Linked DNA regions of Anas platyrhynchos: region 1 is linked to region 2. A link is a contact called in public Hi-C data. All regions are on one chromosome and are shown on one strand. The core of a region is the stretch at or near the end of the contact, and the rest is flanking DNA. Distances in the headings are between cores, read along the strand shown.

Region 1 (5,997 bases), core at 2,037-4,536, 150 kb before region 2:
GAAAGAAGTATATTTTAACTAATTTCCTCTCTGGTGGGAATGTCATCATTCATGAGGAATTCTAATTTTAGCTTGTCCCCAAGCACTTGGTTTCAGTTCTGTTTTCCCTGAACACTAACAGGGAAAAAAAAAAAAAAAAAAAAAAAAAAAGGCTGGAGGCTGCTCTCTGTTTTCCATTCTGGGGTCTTGATCTCTGCATGAGGAAAGTGAGTAAAACCAGAAAATAGCATCAGGGCCCTGGGGCCCAGGGGAGAAGCACAGGGCTGGGAGATTCACTGGGCAGCGCTGTGCTCTGGGTGGCTGCACCTCCCGAGTATCCCCTGTGCTGGCTGTGCCGGGAGGCTGCTTGCAGGAGCACAGCCTCTGCTTTTGGTCAGATCATGGCAGAGACAAGGGCACAGCATCTCTCTGCAGGCGATAAAAGTATCCTGGAGAAATAAAACTGTAAGCTTTATTTCCAGTGTGTGCGAAGGTGCTAACACAGGTGTGAGGCAGCCCAGGGCAGCTGTTGATGTTTCACACGGAGACAAAAAATTGGGGAAGATCAGCTGCTGACAGCCTCTTTTTTGAGTCTTAACCGAATGTGCCAATAACAGTAAAGGTGATCCCTGTGGGAAGCAGGTGGATAACGAGGCCGTGCCCTGCATTGCTCCGGGCAACAACTCAGGGAGCACCCTCAGGGCTCTGCTGCCCCACAGGGTGCCCAGCCCCACACACAGTGGGCACAGGGGTCACAGAAGCAGTGGCCTAGGGAAAAAAAAAAAAAATAAAAAAATAAAAAAACTACATGCATCACAAGGCAAGGAGGCATTGCTGTGAAACCTCTCCTGCAGGGTGGTTTATACCCAGTGATCCAGGGCCTCAGGCAGAGAGGGGACCCCAAGCCCTGTCACACACACCCCAAGCAGGTCTCCAGGCATGGAGCTGCTGGATAAGAATGATGGCAAACAGCCGCTTTAATATAAGATAAAGCTCTCTCCATACACACTTGATTCCCTTCCTGGCCTAGGAAGGGAGCCTGAGATGACAACCGCACAGCTGGGGAGATAAATCCGAGCACATGGTGCTGAACCACTCGTGGTCTGAGCTGGGGAAGCACTTTGAATGGAGCCAGCATCAGACAACGCAGCTCCACCGAACTTAAAGCATCTCCAGGACATTGCCAGTGAAAACTGGAGCACCCACAGGCATGGTGGCAGTTCCTCTGGGAGCATTTGGTTTACCAGTGCACCCCACTGCTCAGGTAGGACTAAGCATCTTCCTGGCTCTGGATCTCATTGCCTACATGTTGTCAGGCTGCAAGCTGAGCAAGGGGAGCGCTGTGCTGACACCGTAGATCCCTCCCCAGGCTGTGGTTAAGTCATACCACAGCTAAGCTACCACCAGCATGGACCAGACGCACAGTCACCCAGGGAAACCAGCCTAGCTGCCATCCCAAGCACTCCGTGAAGCCAGCAGTGCAGGGTGGTCTCTCCATACCCTGTCCAAACCCAGACAATTTCACTGCATGACTTCACAAGCCAGAAACACAACACCCTCAGGACAAGAGGCCATTCCTCCTCGTGTGCACTTTCTACTTGGCCTTATCTATCCTGCCATTGTGAGGGGCAAACAGACTGGGACAGGGGCTCTACAGCAGGGAAAACATCAAGGAGCAGATGAATGGCTACCGCCCACCACAGCTCAGGTTGCCATTTTCACTGCCTTGGCATGCTCTTTAATGTCATATACAGCCGAGTTAACCGAGGCATGAGGCTGCTGATATTATTCTGGCTGCTGCCGCCAGGGTACTAGCCAAGAAAGCAACCTTCCTAGAGAAAGAGCAGCAGCGTTGTCATGCTAGGAAACAAACTGGTGCTTCTGAACCACAAAACCGCTCAGTTCCTATTTCATTTCTCCAGAAGGTCACTGAGCTAAAATAGTTGGCGGTGCAATCAGCCGCTTGACTGCCGAAACTAATGTGACCCAGGCACCAGGCAGCAGGACTGGAGCTTACCATATTAGATATGTTAGGCATCTGTGGCTTGTGAGCATTGAGTCCTTCTGCTTTAGCCTTGCATGTGTGCTCCTGGCACCCCTGGACCACCCCGCTGGCTGCCTCCAAAGGGCACCTCTGGTCCCAGCCTCAGCCTCTCCTCACCGCTCGCCCAGGTCACCCATGGGTGCCAGTGATGCTGGGAGAGGCATGCTGCCCCAAGTACACTGACAGTCAGCAGCAAACCACGGGCACCAAGGGGTCATCAAGAAAAGGTGCTTACAGGGATTAGGAGCTCATCCCTGCTGTTAACGTCAGGAGAGCTCTGCCCTTGATTTGAGGGGCTCAGGAGGTCACAGCAGGGCAAGGATGGGTTGGAAGGGTTTGCACAGTGACTCTCGACACAAAACCAACCGTGCTCACTGGTAGGTGCTGGTGCACAAGTGGCTGGGGGAGCTAGTAGCATGGGGATGGTTATCCTAAAACTAAAAGGTGCCATAACAAGATACAGGCTCTGCCTGCCAACATGTCTTACACAATTCTGAAAAGTTAATGTGTTTTAAAAGGTGCACAGAAATTGTAATTTGTAGGAGTCTTTTAGAAAGGCACTAAGAACCATCTTAAATACACAGACAGAAATATGATCAAGTTAAGCATAGTAAGAAGATGCAAATATTTCCACTCCTGCTGCTGCTACATCTGTAGCTAGCAATTGTTTGGTTTTTAGTAGCTGATAACCTTCTAGAGGAACTGATTCAGGATGCTTCACTATTGTAGCTTCGCTACACACTACACACTAAACACTAAACACTATACTCTATACAATACACACCTTTTGAGGAGAACTCATGCAAGGAGCTGACTAAAAGGGCAACCAGAAAATATAGTCAGTGACAGACACAGATGAACCTCCTGGCAGCTTTTTTTGCCCTGACGAGTGGAAATCAGATCTGTCGACATCTATTTTTAATAGGTACAGGACCACGAACGACTCGCTGCAAAGTTTTTATATGTTTCCATTTACCGATATTTAATATTCTCTGTATCAAACTTGGGGATGAGGTAAACTTCTGCAATGTGTGGAGACAAGCAGCGTATGTAGACAACAAGTACTTGTAGGAGCTGGCCGCTTCTCCAAAGGCAGCGGCCCCAATTAACGTGCTTTGTGTTAAGCTAGGAAGCAGCTGGCCTGGGTTTCATGAAAGTTCCCACAACAAAGCTGCAATGGAAGGGGCAAGCAGAGACATACACGCAGGCTGAGCACCCTTTATCGAGATCACGGCACACTCTGTTCCCAGGACAGGCCTGTCCAGAAACCAACCTTGGCAGCTGCTGTGTCAAGTGTCACGGGAGGAATAGTGCACACCATGTAACCCAATCGGGGGCTGAAATAAACTGCATAATGCAGAGGAACTCACATGTGTTGCTGTTAATCTACCTCAAGTACAAAAACTGACCTGCAAAATTGCCAAATAGATGCCAAGGAGCCTTTTCTGCCCCTTTTATTTAGTAAAGGGCCTGGATGCCCCTGGAGTCGTGCTGCTGTTGCTGCAATGGGGAGATAGCCCTTGGCTGGTTGGAAGTATCAGCTAACAGACTAAAGGGTTGGCCAAATCCTCCCTTTTCAGCTATCCAGCAGGGCAATGGAGAGGAATTCCCTTTCCACACCAAGTGGGAATCTCCTTGCTGCAGCACGAGTGACCAGGCGGCAGAGACAGCATCAGTCCCCCTGCACCACCCTTCCAGCTCTGAGGGCAACAAGCCAGGCAGGAGCCAAAGGTAAGGAAGAAGATGTGGTCACACCACAGCAGTTTTTCAGCACTGTCTGCATTGTCCAGATACAGCAGGTAAGGACAATGTGCAGGGTGCTGTGTAGGTAGCTACAGTTACAGCCAGCTCTCCAAATACCTGTCACCAGCAGACCTTGCCTACGGGAAAGAACTTGACCCGCTGCGTGCATAAAAATGTGCATGGACTTGCATAAGATGTGATTAAATTACAACTTTAACTAACATAAATATTAGTCAAGGAGTCTTTAAGAGATTAAAAAGCCCATGATGTTGCTACATCTAATTATGCATGTCGTCAGGAGCAGGACACGTCCAGCACAGACGTCAGCACAAGTACCACTAAAGAGCCAGTAGTGCAAACACGACTGCTTGGTAATCTCTGAAAAATGAGCCACTGCTAATTTTTTGTCTTCATAACTATAAGGAGTCTCTCTCCCACTGCCCAGAATTTCAGGACATTTTCTTGGATTACAGATGGAGAAATTGCCCTCACAGTTTTAGCTCATAGGCTAATCTTTTGACTGGAGACCTTGCCAAAAGGGATTATTTACACTGATCCCCCAGTGGAAATTTGGGATTGTTCTGTGTGGAGAAGGCAATAATGTGAGTACCTGTACTCTGTGGGGTGGCAAAAGGACATTCAACCTTAAATGCTAGACATCTTGACAATCATGCACCTGGTTCAGCTGAGGTTCAGTGTCACCAAAAATATTCCTGAATACACTGTGTTGTGAATGCACTGAATGCATCAGTGTTGGACCTGATCCAAATCAACCCCCCAAAAAGGCTCAACTAGACAACTGAACAGAAGAGGCAGTGTCCAAGGAGCTGGCCAGGGAGGCATCCTGGGTCAAGCAGGCAGGTAGCAGGGAATGGTGTCCTAAGGCAGTGGTGGGGAAAACCCAGGTTCTGGAGGTCCTTGGCCCTGCTGTTCCCTGGGCTGCCAACAGGCAGGTTCATTTCCTGGGACAAAAGCACCGAGGATGAAGAAGGCCCAGTTAGTATGTTAGCATTGAAAACAGCAATTAGAAAAAAAAAAAAAAATTCCCTTTTTGATAGAAATTTAGGATACCAGTTTACAGCTTTCATAGCCGCTTTGCTTCCCCAAAGCAGCAGTTCATCCTTAGAAAAATCCAAAAAGTAAACATTCAGTAGTTAGACCACAAAAAAAAATTATCTGTTGACAGAAGAGAGGACAAAAATTTCCAAGTTCTTCCATAATGCAGCCTTTCTCCCTCTCTTCCCAACCACCTCCCCTGGCAACAATGGAAATTACTGGCTCCAGTTTGAACGGCTGATGAAAATCATACAAGTTGTGGCAACAAACACATCCTGAGGTTTGCACTGCTGCCTGCGTGAGGCTCGTGTGGCTGGTTCAGCTTTCCAAGCTGCAGATCAGCATCCGGGCCCTGTGTGTTCTCCTGGGGGAAGCACAGCAGCACCAGCCTGGCTCGCCTCGGCATTTCTCGGGGACAGCTCGGGGGCAGCCTGCCTTATCTGCTCCCATAGACCCCTGTCATGCACAGGAGTCAGAGTAGGTTTTAAATCAGTTATGATTCCTCTCCTCTCCTCTCCTCTCCTCTCCTCTCCTCTCCTCTCCTCTCCTCTCCTCTCCTCTCCTCTCCTCTCCTCTCCTCTCCTCTCCTCTCCTCTCCTCTCCTCTCCTCTCCTCTCCTCTCCTCTCCTCTCCTCTCCTCTCCTCTCCTCTCCTCTCCTCTCCCCTGCAAATTAAAATTAAACAAGGTATATTTCAGAAGTGGTGAACAGAACCGTACAAAGAAACCAAAAACCTGCAGGCCTGCCAGCCTCCAAAATGAAAAAAAAAAAAAAAAAACATTAATGACTTGCTTAAAAGTTCTTTGTGACGTATTCTGTTTTGGTCCTGTAACTCAGAACTAGCAAAGTGAGACAAGTAATGACTAATGTAAGGCTTTGGCTTGCAAATCCATCACTTCCCCATGCGATGGCTCTCTCCCAGTCTGTAGGATCTAGGAAAACCGTTTCAACTGTTAAAGACATTTTGATGTTCTGCAGCAGTGACACACGGTAATTAAGGTGTCCTCCCCTCGCTCAGCACCGCTCAGTCAGTGACACAACACCTGAGACACCCGTCCCACGTGAGAAATGCAGTTACACAGCTCTATTTCTGCCCTCACGTGGGAGCACGCCTCCGTCAGCAGCCCCTCTCTGGAAAGTCCCCCTGGACCTAGGGGGAGAATGGGGCCAGGGGGA
Region 2 (5,836 bases), core at 1,842-4,341:
AAGAGGTGGGAGGAGGATGAGGCATGAGCCTCATGCTGCCAAGTTTTCACACATGGCCCAGAGCACGAAGGGTCTGTTGGCCAAATGTCTCCCTAGCCTCCGGGACCAGCTCTGCGGAGCCCCAGCCACGTTCTTGGATGCTCAGCCCACCACAGAAATGTGGTGAACATGGTGCTCAGCGGCTTTGCCGAAGGAGACGAACATGTCAAGTATAAAAAAGTGTTGTTCTGCCCTGGGTAATTATACTGGAGCAGAGCAGAGCTAGGTGCCAAGGTATTGGAAAGTGTTATGATAACAAAGAAAGTCATAAAGAGGGTGGAGAAATTTTTACGACGTGAGATCAGATTAATGACCCGTACAACGACTGCAGTAAAAACAGCAGCATACAGATGCTACAACATTTGTAGAACACATTTCTTGAAACCCTAACTAAAGCCTGTAATTTCCTTGGATGTAAAAAAAAAAAAAAAAAAAAATTATATGTTCGTTCTCTGACAAAGGCGGTTCTTGCACACTCTGAAGCCTCCTCGGGCTTTGTGCAGACAACAGCTCCCACTAGGATTTTTACATGAAAGCTGGGTCTCCTATTAATTTTCAGATACCGTTTGTAAATAATCAGAGAAGTACCAGATGCCGGAGAAACAACTTCCCTGCCATAACAAGGAATTATATATCTCTGGCAATTAGATCATCATAAAATAAAAGGAAAACAAGCATCAGTCTGCCATTCTTGCATTCAGTGGCATTTAAACAATGAAAGCAGTCTCTTTTACTACAGCTGGCAGCCTTCCAGCAGCACTTTGAAAAGGCAGTGTGGCCTCCGTGTAAATTGATAAACAATCTTGTTGAGCAACAGGCACAGGAACATTCAAGCCTTTGTTAAATTTTGACTCGAGTGGAGCACTAATTGGCATCTTTCCGGGCAGAACAAACAGGGTCAACCTCGTTGCTTTACACAGGCAGATTATTTTAACCAGAACACACGGCTAATGAAACAGAACCCAGGACTGGGGATGCTAAAAGATGCAGAAATGGCTTGATTTCTTAAAGAGCTCTGGTTGGGGGCAAAAAATCAAACTTGGTTGGTTAAAAAACTTGAATAACTGAGGCCTAGCTGTGTTGGTGGCTTCAACACCAGCTTAGGCTCACTACAGAAGCAGATGTTTCATCTTCACTTGGGTTTATTTCCTGCTGATCACTGACCATAACGTTCAGGACCAACACAATCCAGAGAGGGGATAATATCCTCACCTCTGCTCTGGGCCAAGGATCAGAAATCTTTTGTACGGGGCTGTTAGGGCCCACCAAGATGCAGAGAAGTCTCCGGTGTGCGGGAAGTGTGCTCAGACACCTTCCTGCCAGCTAATTACCTCCTGCTGCCCAGTGCTCCTGCACATCTCTGCCTGCTCCAGAGTACACTGGGGCAAGCTCGGCTCTTCTCTCTTCCTCTTTGTGATGGAGCAGAGCACAAACCCTGCCAAGCAGAAAGTGCACCCCATGAAGTCTGCATCCCCCAGGCAGGCAGCTAAAGTACCAAGCAAGTGGGGTGGCACCGCAGCTCACCAGGCAAACAAGTCAGCGACACTTTGACTTCTCTGGGGAAAATTTTACTAAAAAAGGGAGATCAATTATAAATTAGTTCATTCAAATTAGAACATGGCCATATTTACATTACAACCCTCTGTCAAGCACAAGAGACCATTAGTCCTGTTTACTGCAGAAATAACCTATACCTCCTTTGAGGGCACCTGAACACCACTTAGGCTCAGGACTGTCGTCTAAAATTGGACATTTTTTGATTTGGATATTTACAAACAGCCCAGATGCCAGTAAACAAAATAGGTCAAAACCAATAGCTAGAAAAAATAATCTTGCTACATGCTCTTTACCTTCCCACCTACCTCTGAGAAAACAGTGCGGTTAGCACAGCTGAGCAATGAAAACAACATCCACAAAAAGCAGGATTCATTGAAGCCAGCTCCGAGAGCTGTGCTTTTCACATGGGGACGGAGGTGGCGAGGGCACTTACCCACAAGAAGAACCTGCAGTGTTTCCAACCCTGGTATTTTGTAGAGGTGCACCAAAGGAAGCACTGTCCCAGCACAGAGTCCATAATACCTCTGCTACCTTGCTGGGGAAGTACTAACTTTGGGAAGTCCTGTGTCTCAAAGCTGCAAGAGTTTTCACGTGTCCTCACCACTGCTCTGCCCAGCAAATATTTGGTCCCAGGGACCTTCAGGAAGATCAGGATGAACCCACAATCTAATTACAATAAGCTGTACAACAGCCATATACAAATGCTGTATGTTTTCAGAGAATGAGGAGCTCATTAACTGTTAACAACGATGCCATTAAGAATGTTGTGTTTTACTAGCAAAAAAATTTAGCCACAAAGATGTTGTGTTGGCAGAGCTTTTTTCACAAAGGTCACTGGGAGCCACCACAAAGTGGTAAGAATACTACTGAAAGGGACCAGACTAATTTACTGATTACATACACAAAAGATTACTTCCAGACATCACTTCAAAAGACTTTCCAAGGTTCACAGCCTGCTACAAACTGGTTAAAGTTCACTGTGGTCAGTGGAATCAGCCTTAGTTTTATACAATCAGGCTAAATGCTTTAGATTTGCACAATCTGAAGAACTTCCTCAAAGCTTCTCTACTAAGATATACGTCAATTGCTTTGAGGGGGATTGATAGGAATGTTAGGTAGGTTTTAAGACTTTTTATCTTTTATTGCTGCTGTAGGATTTATATTTTATTGATTCTGACCTTGGTATGAAATGAAAAATATTATTCAAAGTGACTCTGTAAAAGACGTTGATAATCAACCAACAGGCAGGATAACAAATAGCAAAGGATGCCCATGTTGTACTGCTGAGGAGAACATTGGAAGGAATGAAAACCACCACAGTGGAGTTGTAGGAGCTCCGGGAGCTTGCAGATGATACTGAATTGGGAGGAGCTGATGACTCCATTGAGGGTGGTGAGGCCTTGCAGAAAGATCTAGATAGGTTGGAAAGCTGGATGATCACCAACAATATGGAGTTTAACAAGAGCAAGTGCCCAATTCTGTACCTGGGAAGGGGTAACCTTGGATATACGTACAGATTGGGGGAAAAGATGCTGTATATGAGCCCCGCAGAAAGGGATCTGGAGGGTTTTGGTTGACAGCAAGCTGAACATGAGCCAGCAGTGTGCCCTGGCGGCTGAAGGGCCAACCGTACCCTGGGGTGCATCAAGCACAGCATTGCCGGTCGGTAGAGGGAAGGGATGGTCCTGCTCTGCTATCCACAATGTGTGCATTCTGTGCAGTTTTGGGCAACACAGTAAAAGAAAGATATAAAACTGTTAGAAAGTGTCCAAAGGAGGGCTGCAAAAATAGTGAAGGGCCTAGAGGGCAAGATGTATGAGGAGCAGATGAGGTCCCTTGGTTTGCTCAGCCCAGAGCAGAGCAGGCTGAGGGGAGGCCTCATGGCGGCCTGCAGCTCCCTCACAAGGGGAGCGCAGGGGCAGGCGCTGAGCTCTGCTCTCTGGGGTCAGCGACAGGACCCGAGGGAACGGCATGGAGCTGGGACAGGGGAGGGTCAGGTGAGGGGTTAGGGAAAGGGTCTGCACCCACAGGGTGCTCGGGCACTGGGACAGGCTGCCCAGGGCGGTGGGCATGGCACTGAGCCTGCTGCAGTTCAAGAAGTGTCTGGACAACGCTCTCAGATACATGGTCTGATTTTGGGGTGGTCCTTTGGGGACCCAGGAGTTGGACTCGATGATCCTTGTGGTTCCCTTCCAACTCAAGACATTCTGTCAGCTGTAGAAGAAAATCATCAGCTGCAGGACTTTCTTCTTGTGGCCTACACACGCAGGCTAATCCCTGACAAATTACCCAATGGAGAGGCAAATCAGCACGGACACCAGCCTTTCAGCACTATCCCACTAGGCTTTGCAGCAACACTGCATGCTATAGAAAATGCATCTGCTCTTAACACTGGTTAAACTAGGTCACCAGAAGTGTTTCTTCCTGCACTGTCATTTTGAATCTGAACATGCAGAAACTGCAGCGTACGAGTTCCTGCGGATGGGCCTGTGGAACAAAACCACCTTGCCAGGAAGGAAACTAGGGGCTAGTGCAATCCTCAGCACTACTCTCAGCATTTTTCATGGTGTTAGGTCTGGGATAAGATAGATACTGGGTGTTTTGCTTTGACAGCTGAAAAAAATAGTCATACTACAACTCTCATATGTGCTTGTCATTTAGCAGCCCTGCTCCTGTTACTTGTTATGGCCTTAACAAGTCTGCAAGACAGTGGGTGCCTCCTGCTTTTTCTGTTTCAAGTCAGCAGATGGTGCTTTTAGAAGGACTATCTTCTATCTCGGCTGCTTTAGAGCCAAAGGAGTTTGGTAGACCCTGTAAAGAGATGCTCCAGTGAGCTGTGTGTCACCTGGGAAACCTAGAAGGGGAGCAAAAGGAAAATGGTCCTTGCACACGCAGCCTTAATACTGGCTGAAGGAAGGAAGGACTGACAGAGGGTCAGAAAGCTTTGCATTAAAATATAATCCCTTGATGAGTCACGCTTTCATTTTCAGTAACGTGTTACCCTTTTATCTCAGCATTTCATACCGTTATTTCTCAGCACAGAATCTCAAAGTGCCTCCAATGCACAGGCAGCAGAGATGGTGAAGTCTCTGCTCAAGTGTATTCTGCAGTGAGGCACAAAAGAAGCTGCAAAGGAAGAAAGTGCAGACAGGAGACCCAGCACTTCCTCAGAGCTGCCCAGGCAAGGGAAGCTGCTGCTCTGCATTTGGGCGCCCAGAGGAGGGCAGAGGAAGAGTGTAAGATAAATCAGTTATTTATATCTCCCTTTTTAACACTTCTGTCATTTTCTGTCTGACTCAACGTCTGCCCTGTGGTTGGAATTTCGGTGTCAAAATCTGAACAATTTGAATGCATTTTAATAATATTAGTGATAATAATAATTTTATTATGAATAATACTGTAATAACTCAGGTAATGTGCATTGTGTTTATTATTAAAAATGTTCATTCCCTCTGCCTTTTTATTGAAAATTTTTATTTTCTGAGCTTTTACAAAATAATTTATGCACTTCTCCCTGCCCCAGGCTGGTGTGACCACAGCTGGATTCCCGCTGGGGCAGTGCAGACCTGAGGCTTCAGCCATGGCCACGTGCCCAGGCCACATCTCACAGCAGACGGGATGGGCAGGGCTGGCTCCCCAGCCGCCAGCCTAGCTCCTGACCCATGCAAGAGCAGAAGTAACGTGCTGCATGTGCCAGGCCAGCTCACCAAACCACAGCCAGGCACACAGTGCTGGTGCTAGGGTGGGCAGTCCCACTGGTCACCCACCCCACTCTTTTCATGCCATAATAAAGCCATCATTTTTCAGCCATTTCCTTCGTGCTTTTGAGGGACAGCCAACAGTCTGGCTCCTGTAATACCAAACAAAATACAGGGGCAACGTGTTCACATCCATAGCCACCTGTGCTGCCCTTTCGCTTTTGCTGAGCTGCCCCCTACTTTTATCACCAGTGACTTATGCAAGGTCACACACCACAACCTGCATGGCATCAAGAACAACAGCTACGGTGAAGGCTCTGCTCAAATGCTTCCATTTGACACATGCAGCTCCAGCATCCTGATATTAAAACAGTGCTAATAAAAAGTAGAGATGTGCAACCTTCATGAGTCCTTTGGCATAGGTGAGATCTAACACAAATGTGATTCTAACATCCTCTGAACAAATCCGTAATAAGTTTCAGTTCTACATGGAAAATATTTCAACAAATGAGAAGTCCTACATCAGTTTTCTTGGTATTTTA

The links. A called contact is a pair of places that touch in the nucleus more often than the background predicts.
Region 1: a contact with region 2 is called in a Hi-C map of small yellow follicle, with 4 times the contacts expected there. The contact joins two enhancer-like sites. A contact is called at or near these places in 4 of 8 Hi-C or Micro-C datasets (F5 follicle, skeletal muscle, small yellow follicle and 1 more).

The regions. Positions count from the first base shown.
Region 1 is chr1:32,880,025-32,886,021 of IASCAAS_PekinDuck_T2T, reverse strand. No RefSeq gene overlaps it. Among named protein-coding and RNA genes, the nearest start is that of SLC38A4, 56 kb to the left of the region's middle. Within about 2 kb of position 3,286, at least 4 of the 8 cell types and tissues checked have an H3K27ac peak or open chromatin away from gene starts, as enhancers often do. A contact at or near this core is called in F5 follicle and small yellow follicle, where this site is marked.
Region 2 is chr1:32,732,621-32,738,456 of IASCAAS_PekinDuck_T2T, reverse strand. No RefSeq gene overlaps it. Among named protein-coding and RNA genes, the nearest start is that of SCAF11, 18 kb to the right of the region's middle. Within about 2 kb of position 3,091, at least 3 of the 8 cell types and tissues checked have an H3K27ac peak or open chromatin away from gene starts, as enhancers often do. A contact at or near this core is called in F5 follicle and small yellow follicle, where this site is marked.